Regions from separate parts of the Mus musculus genome. Here region 2 is linked to region 1. The links are chromatin contacts, called in public Hi-C maps. All regions are on one chromosome and are shown on one strand. Each heading gives the region's core, a stretch centred on a gene start, on an enhancer-like site or on the middle of the called end of the contact. The rest is flanking DNA. Distances are from core to core; before and after follow the strand shown.

The links. A called contact is a pair of places that touch in the nucleus more often than the background predicts.
Region 2: a contact with region 1 is called in a Hi-C map of neural stem cells, with 4 times the contacts expected there. The contact joins two enhancer-like sites. A contact is called at or near these places in 1 of 39 promoter capture datasets (hippocampal neurons), 1 of 15 datasets of contacts at CTCF or cohesin (large pre-B cells), 23 of 484 Hi-C or Micro-C datasets (B cells, the C2C12 cell line, the N1E-115 cell line and 15 more), 1 of 115 datasets of contacts at active chromatin or transcription factors (astrocytes) and 1 of 9 other capture datasets (embryonic stem cells).

The regions. Positions count from the first base shown.
Region 1 is chr1:193,697,734-193,700,433 of GRCm38.p6, forward strand. All of the region lies in intron 2 of Gm31870 (a long non-coding RNA gene), which reads left to right. Among named protein-coding and RNA genes, the nearest start is that of Gm31870, 44 kb to the left of the region's middle. Within about 2 kb of position 1,343, at least 70 of the 459 cell types and tissues checked have an H3K27ac peak or open chromatin away from gene starts, as enhancers often do. A contact at or near this core is called in neural stem cells, where this site is marked.
Region 2 is chr1:194,960,931-194,963,630 of GRCm38.p6, forward strand. It overlaps Cd34 (CD34 antigen), which reads left to right. Exons shown (of 8, transcript NM_133654.3): 8 at 1-362. All of the region lies in intron 2 of Gm16897 (predicted gene, 16897), which reads right to left. Among named protein-coding and RNA genes, the nearest start is that of Gm16897, 15 kb to the right of the region's middle. Within about 2 kb of position 1,426, at least 34 of the 459 cell types and tissues checked have an H3K27ac peak or open chromatin away from gene starts, as enhancers often do. A contact at or near this core is called in neural stem cells, where this site is marked.

The sequences.
Region 1 (2,700 bases), core at 93-2,592:
TGGCCTCTCTGTTCACATTCACTTCTCCCTGTTCTTTCACTTCATCTGTTAGGTATCATCTAGGCAGATCTGTTCTTCCTACTAAGGGGTGAGTAGGATAATTTATATGAAAATTGAGGAAGCGATTGCCTTTTAGATGAGAAGCCTGAGGCATTGAGATGCTGCTCAGTTTCTTGTACTATGGGTTATCAACCACAGAGGCTCTGTCTAAGCAAGACTTCTGACAGCTAGTGATAGTGATCCATCCTATGCATAGATACAATATGATGCTGAGACTCTATCAGGGCAGGCAGATGTGAAAAGGATGTTGTTACAAGATACATTAACAGAGTCTGTTGATACTGGTCATGGTGGTTAAGAACCCGCCCTGTCTGAATCCATCTGGCCCTTTCTTGATAATCCCCAAGCCCACCATTGTCACCCTGGCAGACATTGCGTTGTTTCTCAATGGCCACTCAGTGCAAGGATGCCCCCTCCCTATCACCCCCCCTGTCATGCACAGGTCACATCTATATGCGTGCACATGATCTAGGATCATGAAGATTAGAAAGGACATTTTCCCAAGACAGCCAGGGTTGGTTAGGACATAGTTGGTTTCTAGGAGACTGTCAAAACCAAAAGGAGCAAACACCAAGGCAGGGGCTACCAGAATTCCCTCTGGAAACCCTTTCCTTCACGGTATACTCTGGAGCCTGAATCTCTAGAGGAGCAGCATCAGACTCTCTTGGAAGACCGAGCACTGGGCTCTCTCCTTCCAGAAATTCGCATGTGTTAGGTCTAGTGCTGGAGGAAATTTATATTTTAAACACGTTTTCAATTGATGTGATCTTGCACCCCAGACAACATTTTTGAGAACCAGGAGCATACAAAGAAAGAAAGATGCACCACCTGTGTCTCTGGCTCTCTTATTTCAAATTCACCTGCACTGAATAAGAGACACACTTAAAGGTCTACCCAGGAGTCCTCTGTAGATACATGCAGTGGCCAGGAGTGTCCTCACAGGGCCAGTAGCTCATGATTTGCCTATGGGATGGATGAAGACTGTGGCTCTTTGTTGTGGATGAGCTACACTGGAGACTGAGTAAATAAACCCAGCAGAGGCCCAAGGATGGCCCTCAGTCTTGCAGGCAGACCCTCTCTTCACTCCTGTTGTTTTGTTCTGCTGCCTTCTCATCGTCTTGTACTGACAATAGTCGTAAATAACCGCAGTGCTGTAGAGGAATCATTTTAACAGCAGAGAGTCAAATAAATACATTAGACCTGACAGCTTAACTACGCACAGTCCATTTGGATGTGGTGGCCAGCTGCTCCCAAGGACTGCACTTCCAGGAGCAATCGCAAGAGGTCGCACAGAGCTCACCAGCTGGGCTTCAAACTTAAAGACAGCAGAACCCAGCTAAGGCTGTGTTTTGCTTGTAACTTGTCTGGGAGGTAGAGTTTGCAGGCGATGTGTGCATGTGCATGTGACTGTGTGTGTGTCTGTGTGTCTGTATGTATTTGTGTGTGGTGGTGGTGGTGGTGGTGGTGGTGGTGGTGGTGGTGGTGGTGGTGTGTGTTGAGGCTTGTGCTTCCTTGACCTGTATGGGTCCACAGCAAAACCATAGTCCCAACAACATGCTATCCTTGTGCCATTCTAGCCCCTCACAGGCATCTAGGACCATTCTTTTTCCACATGGGTCTTTAACACTTGTAGCTGACACCCCTGTTTGAGCTGCCATTGCCGGTTCTAGGCCTGCTATCGAATTCCTGGGGTGTTTGTTTTTCCCTTTCTGTATTTAGCACTTAAGGTGCTCTGGTATATGCCACATATTCATGTTGTCCATCCTTTCTGGAGGGCAATGTGCTTTGGGGCCCAAGTTTCCTCAGAGCCAAGCACAGCCCTGGATTTCATCCAAGGCACTGAGTGAGCTCTAGGGTCCCATTTCTAGGCGCTATAGTTCTGGAACCATCATGGGTCAGACACTAATTCACCAACCAGTGTAAAGTAACTGAGTGGGAGGAGCAGGGTGTTGTAATATGGCTATTCTCCCACAGCCCCTCACAGCCCTAATGGAAGGCAGGCAGGTCTGTGGATAGCAGTTCTACTGTGGATTCTATTTTCAACCTAAAGAAATAAGGGCAGCTGGAGGCTCAGGCCAGCCCAAGCCCTCTATCTAGCACAGTGGGACTAGAGCAGGGAGGATGTGTGATCTGCTGCTGCTGTGCCCAGGGCTGAGAGTTCAGAAGCAGTCAGCTCACTGTCCCTGAGCTCTGATGCCAATATGGGTTTGCTCTCTTCTTACTTATCTTCCTGGATTCTGAGTATCAAACTCCTATTCACATAAACTTGGTTTCAGACTCTTTAGAACCACCAGAGTAGTTGCTACAAAGCTGTCTTTTCTTCAGAGCTTGATTAAAGGGGATGCATTTTAGGAACAGTTAGTAGCTGTCTTTGGATCTGTGATCACAAGAATACTTCATGTTCTCTAAAGGGAGTTTAGACTATAGCGGGTCAGACACCAGAAAACACTTTCTGACATTGAAGTTATTAGATGCTCTGATGAATACCATGCAGACGCTTGCCTTTCTCTAAGGACCACATGGCATTACAACATGTTCTTGTGTCCTCAGAGCTGTAAACATCTCCCTACCATCATGAATTGGGGCCAGGGAGGAGGAGCCATGCACAGGACTGCCTACTCTCTACCATATGGTGCCTGA
Region 2 (2,700 bases), core at 176-2,675, 1.3 Mb after region 1:
CTTCAAAGGAATACTCTTGCTCTGAGGCCCTTGGCCTTCTCTAAATTACGTGACTTCCCCCTTCCTCTGACTCCTGGGGGAGCTGTGGCCTCAGTCCCCTGGCAGATTCCTTTCAGTCTGTGCCTTTCCTAGTCCAAACCCCTTCACTATTTTATAACCCTTTGTGATCAGAGGTTCAGAATATCTACAAAGACTATAAGCTTCCTCTCCTGGGGTTAAGGGGAGAACAGGGGTCCTGATTTTAATGATGGCTAGGAACAAAACTTTCCAGAGATGAGAGGATTGGGTGTATTCTCTTCTGAATAAACGTGATGAGTGAAAATGATGTAATTAAATTGATGATGAAATATTTGATGTGGCCCTATAATGCTGACTGTGCTAACTGACCGACTGGTTTCCATATCAGGCTTGGGAAGATTGTATGGCAGTATGGGGGAAGTCAACCAAGGAGAAGACTGCCATAGGAGAGGGACACAGGTACCAGCCAGGGCACCCAGAACTTGTAACTTTATGAAAAGTTCCTTTCCATGTTGAGAGGCAGAGAGGTTGAAAGCTTTCCATAGTAGGGAGAAGGGCAGGCTGAAATGTTCTTTCAAAGGGGTGAGGCATGTTAGGTATTCAGAAACATCTTTCTGAGAAGATAGGCATATAAGCAGCTGCATGCAAAATATACAAATGAGGGGGTAAAGGATTCATATTATCTGAGCATCCTCTAACCCAGCTCATAGCACAACCAGGCAGGACTATGTGAGCTCTATTCTGTATCTGGCTACCAATCCCAGATTACAGCAGCCACATATAAGCACTTGCTCACACCAGATTCTAGGTGATCTGCCCTCATGCCACAAGAAGTGGAAAGGGGCGATGCTGGACTTTCAGAGGCCTCTAGAAACACCCCTAAGTGCATAGGGAGTCAGAGGTTAAACAAAAATGTATTCCTTAAGTCTTATCTTGTCAAAATCAGACACATCTTCAACCTATTTATTTCTAGTTTTTGTCTAACTTTGCTAATGGAAACTTCTCCCTAGGATTAGGGAAACTAAGGGACAAGGCTCGACCTTGCCCAAAATGTGGTGACTGTTTGGGGGATCAGAGAAAGGCAAGATGGTGACTGAACATAAAAGTCTAGTTAGCTTCCATTTGGTAACATGTTTTACAATGAATGACCAGTTAAGGGTCTGGCCCTGGTTAGTGGTGTCTGGAAGTAATAGGTTCAGGGAATAGAGTCTTTGGAAACATTAGAGGGAGGAGAAACAGCACCTGGGCCTCAGGATCATTTTACTCTGAGCTTTTGAGGGTAAAGGCTTAGGGGAAAGGTACGTGTATGTTCTGGGGATAGATGAGTAGTGTCCATGATAGCTTAGAAGCTTACTCTAAAGGCCTCATTTGCTTCCTTAAAACATCCTTTCCCATCCGGCCTAAAAATCATGATGCAGCAATGGCACCACCTGCTGGCCCTGCTGGGCTCCCACTGTTCAGCCTCAGTACTGGTATCTTGTGTTTGCTGGGTTTCTTTCTTGTGTCAGCCTACCCTTAACAATCTAGTCCTGTTTACCACATTATTAACACACACACGCACATGCTCACACGCATAGCAGGGTAACAATGGAAAGGACTTTAACGATACATTTAGTTCCACTCCTTGTGTACAGCAAACCCACACCAAAGATTTAGGAAGGATGCCCTGAGCATGAGGCTTCTTCTCATCTTTGCTTCCCGTGCTTCTGCAGAGGCTTCTGGGTTCTTTTAATTGGGTATCTTGATGCCAGTGGCATGTTTCAGAGTGAGTTTAGAACTACATTTTTGCATCATTTCACCACTGTATACTGTGCAGGACTCAAAAGCCTAGCAGGTCCTGAGCCTAGAACAAAAATCCTGGGAAGATCTGAGGCTCTACATTCATTATGACTGTGCAAATGGACTCTTGCCAGATTTACATATAAACAGATATATGACAGTGTCCTTCAAGTCTGGACAAGTATACTACCCTCTTTTTATCTCTTCTAAACAAATCAAACTTATGTCCCTTTGCCAAGGCATAAGTTCAGGGATAGGCTAACAACATTTTTGCAATAGGATGTTACTCATTTCCTTATAAACCTACTCATAGCCCAAGGGTTTTCTATTGCAATTTAGCCATTCAACAAGTCTTTATCAAGGGCATTGTGTGGCTGCTGCTCTAAAGGCAGGATAAAGCAGGCTTTCAAAGAGCTCTAGAAGAGGAGAAAGACAGCAAAATATTTTAGCTTAGTAAAAATACACAAACATCTTCAGGTAATATTCAGAACTATGATAAGCTTCCTCTTCAATATGTTCCAAGACCCCTTGGTAGAGATGGAAACCTTAGTACTGAGGCCTGCAGACAATCACTGTGATATTTTAAGAGTTGACCTGATAACCATGATGGCTACCAAGGAACAGAACACTATTTGAGGGATTTTATTTACAAGATTGGCATGTAGGCATGTCTATATGGTTTTTCTGAATTGTTGATCATTGTAGGCAGTTCTGTGAAGTATAAGAAAGATAGCAGGATATGAACCTGAGAACAGGGGAGTGGGGAACATTCTCCCACAATCTCTACTCCAGTTTTTGCCTCCAGGTTCCTGTCTTGAGTCCTTGCCCTAATTAGCCTTGATAAGTCAGGTAACCTCTTTTCTCTCCAAGTTGAGTTTGGTCAGTGTTTGATCGTATCAACAG